Linked DNA regions of Mus musculus: region 1 is linked to region 2. The links are chromatin contacts, called in public Hi-C maps. All regions are on one chromosome and are shown on one strand. Each heading gives the region's core, a stretch centred on a gene start, on an enhancer-like site or on the middle of the called end of the contact. The rest is flanking DNA. Distances are from core to core; before and after follow the strand shown.

What was found. Hi-C and Micro-C count contacts between places; a contact is called where the count stands out from the background.
Region 1: a Hi-C map of erythroblasts shows a contact between it and region 2, with 1.8 times the contacts expected there. The contact joins two enhancer-like sites. A contact is called at or near these places in 12 of 39 promoter capture datasets (the 3T3-L1 cell line, the C10 cell line, cranial neural crest and 7 more), 4 of 15 datasets of contacts at CTCF or cohesin (CD8 T cells, the G1E-ER4 cell line, large pre-B cells and 1 more), 28 of 484 Hi-C or Micro-C datasets (8-cell embryo, B cells, CD8 T cells and 18 more), 12 of 115 datasets of contacts at active chromatin or transcription factors (the 230-238 cell line, CD8 T cells, differentiating embryonic stem cells and 3 more) and 1 of 9 other capture datasets (embryonic stem cells).

What each region holds. Positions count from the first base shown.
Region 1 is chr7:75,826,439-75,829,138 of GRCm38.p6, forward strand. The region is part of intron 1 of Gm51489 (a long non-coding RNA gene); the gene reads left to right. Among named protein-coding and RNA genes, the nearest start is that of Gm51489, 5.3 kb to the left of the region's middle. Within about 2 kb of position 1,408, at least 39 of the 459 cell types and tissues checked have an H3K27ac peak or open chromatin away from gene starts, as enhancers often do. A contact at or near this core is called in CD8 T cells, the G1E-ER4 cell line and erythroblasts, where this site is marked.
Region 2 is chr7:75,759,824-75,762,523 of GRCm38.p6, forward strand. No RefSeq gene overlaps it. Among named protein-coding and RNA genes, the nearest start is that of AU020206, 21 kb to the right of the region's middle. Within about 2 kb of position 1,303, at least 28 of the 459 cell types and tissues checked have an H3K27ac peak or open chromatin away from gene starts, as enhancers often do. A contact at or near this core is called in CD8 T cells, the G1E-ER4 cell line and erythroblasts, where this site is marked.

The DNA of each region.
Region 1 (2,700 bases), core at 158-2,657, 67 kb after region 2:
ATCAGAAAACAGGTATCTAAATTGTTATGCCCAGTTCATGAGAATCTCAGGAGACTGCCAGGAATTGCAAGTCCAAGAGAGAGTCTTTAGTATATGAGTCTGACCCAGATTGCAAGCCTTTCCTGGTTAGGAGTGTGATGATCCAGTCTAGGGGCTTGAGAAGCTTGATAAACACACACACACACACACACACACACACACACACACACACACACAACATACACACACACACACACACACACACACACACCGTACACACACACCATACACACACACACACACACACACACACACACACACACACACACACACACACATATATGTATGCATAAGCTGGGATTATCAAGCTTTGGTGTTACATGACATGATTGGGGAGGCGGTGAAGGAATGCTATCTTTCAAACCTGATAACATTTGTTTAGACAGCAGGGTGGACTGCGCAGCTGGACAGGGGCCTTCCTGACCTGGGAAAAAGAAACTCACTCCATTATCAGAGGCTGGTGCATTTTTGCAAACTGGTCTCAGCTGTCTGGGAACACTTAATTGCCTCTTTCTCATAGTCCAAGAGTGGGCTTTTTATCACTTCAAGGATATTGGCTCCTGCTTCCTTCAAGGGCAGGAGCCATCTGTACCACAGAAATGCTGATTTTTACTCACGGGAGGGAAGGGGGTGCTGTCATGAAAGAGGGATTGTAATATTCGGGGACCAGGCCGTGCTCCCATTTGTCGGCCCTCTCCAAGGGCCCGAGGCATCTATGCTGGGAAAAAGGTGTGTTTGTGTGTGTGTGTGTGTGTGTGTGTGTGTGTGTGTTTGTGTGGAGGGGAAGTAGTGCTAACTGCTCTGTCTCCATGCAGGGACAGGAGAGTACTGGATTTCATGAGCAGAAATGGGTGTATGTGTGTGTCTCTGTGTCTCTTTAAAATCAAATAACGTGTCCCAATTTGCAATCATAAATTCTTATCAATTTTCAAAATTAAAATAAAATTGAACATTAATCCTCTTACAAGTCAAGAACCTAGTGTGGTCCAGTAAATAGAATACTAACAACAAGAACAAGAAGAGGCAAGCCAAGGATGACTCAGCAGGTCAAGGCACCTGCCACCAAGTCAGATAAGCTGAGGTTCAAGGCCAGGATTCCCTTGGTAGAAGGAGAGAACCAGTTCCCTCAAGTTGTCCTCTATCTTCTACATATGTTTGTGACTCATGCACAATGATACTTAGTAACATTTAAAAACAAAGGGGGGGGGGGCAGGGCTGGAGAGATGCCTTAGCAGTTAAGAGCACTGGCTGCTCTTCCAGAGGTCCTGAGTTCAATTTCAAACAACCACGTGGTGGCTCACAACCATCTGTCCTGGGATCTGATGCCCTCTTCTGGTGTGTCTGAAGATAGTTACAGTGTACTCATATACATAAAATAAATGAACAAAACCAAACCAATCCACTTGTCTTAGAACCTAAAGTAACTTCTAAATGACTCGGATCCTCCGCACCTCAAAATTCAAGAGGAGAGGCCATGCGTGCACGGTCCAGAGCAGCCTGCAGGAGAAAATGGTATCTGTTCTCACCCGCTGTTCTGCAGTATCTCAGCAGCTCTCTCATGGACTTTGTGCCCTCCAGGATCAAAATGGTAAAAGGCTGCTACTTCCTGTTCCCCCGCCAGAGGGCAGTGAATGAAGAGAAACCGTAAGCCATGGAGCCCTTAGTGAAGAGAGTGCCTGGTAAAATGGCTCAACGGGGAAAGGTGCTCACCTCGCAAGCTGAGTGAACGGGCCTCCATCCCTGGAACTCACAGAAAGAGGGAAAGCAAGCAAGCAAGCAAGCAAGCAAGCAAGCAAGCAAGCAAGCAAGCAAGAACCCCCGCAGAGTTTCCTCTCATCTCTGCACGCACACCATGGGATGAGTGCCCACACATGAGGGAATCATGCACACACAGAGAACAATGTTTGGTTAATTAATAATTTAAAGTAGTTTCTTCACTGAAATTAAGACTCAGATTTTGGCAGTGTTTTGCAAGGTATGGAGCCTGGAAGAGAGACAGCTGTGAAGGACAGTCCCAACAAAGAGCATGATGTTCACCAGGACATGCTAGAAAGATGTCAGGCCCGGCTCAGAAATGCTTGGTACAAAATGGAGAGTGATTCGAAGTAGAAACTGTTAAAAAAAATGGTTTTCCTTTTTTTGTTTTGTTTTGTTTTTTCAAGACAGGGTTTCTCTGTGTAGCCCTGGTTGTCCTGGAACTCACCAGGCTGGCCTTGAACTCTGAAATCCTCCTGCCTTTGCCTCCCAAGTCCTGGGATTAAAGGCGTGCGTCACCACTGGCTGGCAAAATATTTTCAATAAGTAGAAAGAGCGTCCTCTGGCCACTTTCCCTCACTACACACAGACCTGAGGAAGTCACTTCTCTGGGCAAGCAGCTGAATAACATGACTCTTTTGAGCAGTGGTGGCTCAAACATTTTTTTTTTTAAGATTTATTTATTTATTATATGTAAGTACACTGTAGCTGTCTTCAAACACTCCAGAAGAGGGAGTCAGATCTCGTTACGGATGGTTGTGAGCCACCATGTGGTTGCTGGGATTTGAACTCCGGACCAGCAGTCGGGTGCTCTTACCCGCTGAGCCATCTCTCGAGCCCCATGGTTCAAATTTTTAATCTCAGCACTTGGGAGGCAGAGGCAGGCGGATCTCTGAGTTTGAGGTC
Region 2 (2,700 bases), core at 53-2,552:
ACTCCCCTTGGGACTACCCATTCTTAACATGTCCCTTGCTGCTGTGAAACTTTTACTGTCTGGGCAACACTGATATTCTGGACAGGTGTCAAGTGTGTCATTTTGTTGTTAAAAAAAAAAAAAAAAAAAACTTGGAGGGGGGGAGACAGCATGAGGGAAGAGTAGTCAGGGTAGTCACAGTGTTGGGTGTGAGCTCTGTGCTGGCCTCTTCTCCCTAAGAAAAGTGACATGCTGGTAGAATCCTGGAGCCCCAGCACTTGCAGGAGTAACATTCCCATCTCCCACAGACAAAGGCCATACAGTCAAAGGCTGCGCTCTGGTGCCAAGGGACCCTGGCTCTTCCTCTGTCCACCACTGTCAGGCCTGGCAATCAGCCTCAAGGCTCTGCACGAATGTCATAGGTTGCTGGTGCCAACCCATGCCTCTGGATGCTTCTCTCCACACGAGCCGCTGCCAGCTTTGGACACCAGAGCACAGGTGACGCTGGAGAACTTCATTTCCCTGCCTAGAGTTAAGGACAACTTGAGCTGCTGCCGCCCGGGGCTGGAGCTGTCAGCTTCTGGCCCAGGCAGGAGGAACCATGCAGTGTGTGGGATAAAAAAGAGAGAGAAGATGAAAGCCCACACTGCCCTCACAGCCTGGCTAGGCATGAACCACCACTGTAAGCTCTGAGCAAATTCTTATGAAAAGACTGCTTGAGACAGGGTCTCTTTCAGCATCTTCTGTGGTGGCCCCTGAAGACTGAACCACAGGCACAAGCCACTTCTCTCAGCTTCAAGGCTCTGAGCTCACACCTCTTGCCCTGCCTGCACCACACACATCACACACAGCCTGACACAGCTGTGGTCTAGAATGAAAGGAGAAGCAGGGCTTGGTAATGCACAGATTTCCAATTCAGGTTAGCAAACGTTCCTGCCTGCAAGGGGAGCAAGGCAAGCTAACACTCATCCCTGAGCTCACAGGGCAGGGCATTCGCACTTCCAGGACCTATAACACAAACAGGTGGACAGCCTAGCTTCCATCTGCTACTGCGTCAAGATCAGCTGTGCTGTGCTAGCCTCTCCTGGGCATGCCCATGACATCATACCCCATATAGATCAGTGAGGACACAAGTGAGTTCTCCACACCGGCTCACCTCCCCAGCTTGCCTGCACACAAAGTTAGGAAGGAAGGGAGTAAGAAATGCCTTAGAATGGGCAAAAGAGCACAGACTTTGTTTTTTCCACACAGGGCTTCACTGTGCAGCTCAGGCAAGCCTCAAACATGCAATCCTCAGCCTGTAGCTACTGAGATAACAGGCATGTGAAACCACACCCAGCTCTACCCCAACCCTATGCACTCAGCACCTGACAACCCCACATTAGCCTCCATAATTGATAACCAAGTTTCAGGCTGACAATAGTGGGAACTGGGAGTTTCACACACAGATGGACACCATCAAGACTGGTACTTTCTCCACTATAGAAGGGAAATCCTGGAACAGTTCAGAACATGGACTTCGCCCAGTCTTTCCCAGGACAGCAGCTCTGCCTTCTCGGGGACAGAACATGGCAGGAGAAAAAAGCTTAAGGTCTCTGAAATCCAAGCAAGGATAAAGCAATATTACAAAGGACCCAGCAGGGAGTCCTGGTCAGAAAGGGGCCAACGGGTCAGTGCCAAGTGACCGAGCCATGCTGTGCTTACAAATTTTTAAAGAAAGACCGGGCACGGTGGTACACACCTTTAATTCCAACACTAGACACTGAGGGAGGTGGAGGTCTGTGAGTTCGAGGCCATCCTGGTCTACAAACTGAGTGCGGGAAAGGCAAGGGCTCTGATACACAGAGGAACTCTGTCTCAAGAAAAAAAAAGAAGGAAAAAAAAGGAAAGAAAGAAAAAATGAAGAGGGTGTAGAGAGATGGCTCAGTGGCTAAGAGCAATGTCTGCTCTTCCAGAGGTCCTGAGTTCAGTTCCCAGCAACCACATGGTGGATCACAACCATCTATACTGGGATGGGATGCCCTCTTCTGGCATGGAGGTGTACATGCATACAGAGAAATCAATAAGCATAAAATAAGGAAATAAATCTTTGAAAATAAACAAATGAGAACGTAACAGGTTCATTGCTAATTCTTCACGAGTGGCCTCGTCCTTTGCTCCCCTTGCCCCGCCCACCGTCCCTCCTGCTGCTCCACCCTCTCCTTCAGGTGCTGGCCCACACACACACACAGGGAAAAGTAACTGTGGAAGGAAGATCTAACACTGGCTTTCTCTCCACTCCCCACCCCCAGTGCCACCATTCCTGGGCATTTCATGTACAAGTCTTAATCCTGAGACCCAAGTACAACCTGTTTTGGTCAGGACCTGTGAGGATACACTGCAGCAGCCAACGCCCCTCAGATGGTAGTGTCTTGGCAGAAACACACACTTGTGGTAAGCTTCATCTTACTGACACCACTTTTGGGTCACTCCCAGAGACCCAAAGAACTGTCACCATGCCACCAGTCACTGGGTCAGAGGGAAAACCCGTCCATGGCACTGCTGATTAAGAGTCTGCCCTGGAAGGACACACATTTCATTCTTAGCTCAGGGGCCAAAACCAGTCCCACAGCTTCCCTGGCCAGAGAAAGGCAGGAGTAATCTGTCATATGCCCCAGTAGTCCTGTAACTCAGATGAGAGCCTGCAGTGCAGATAGAAATGCTGGCAGGCAGCCCTGTGTG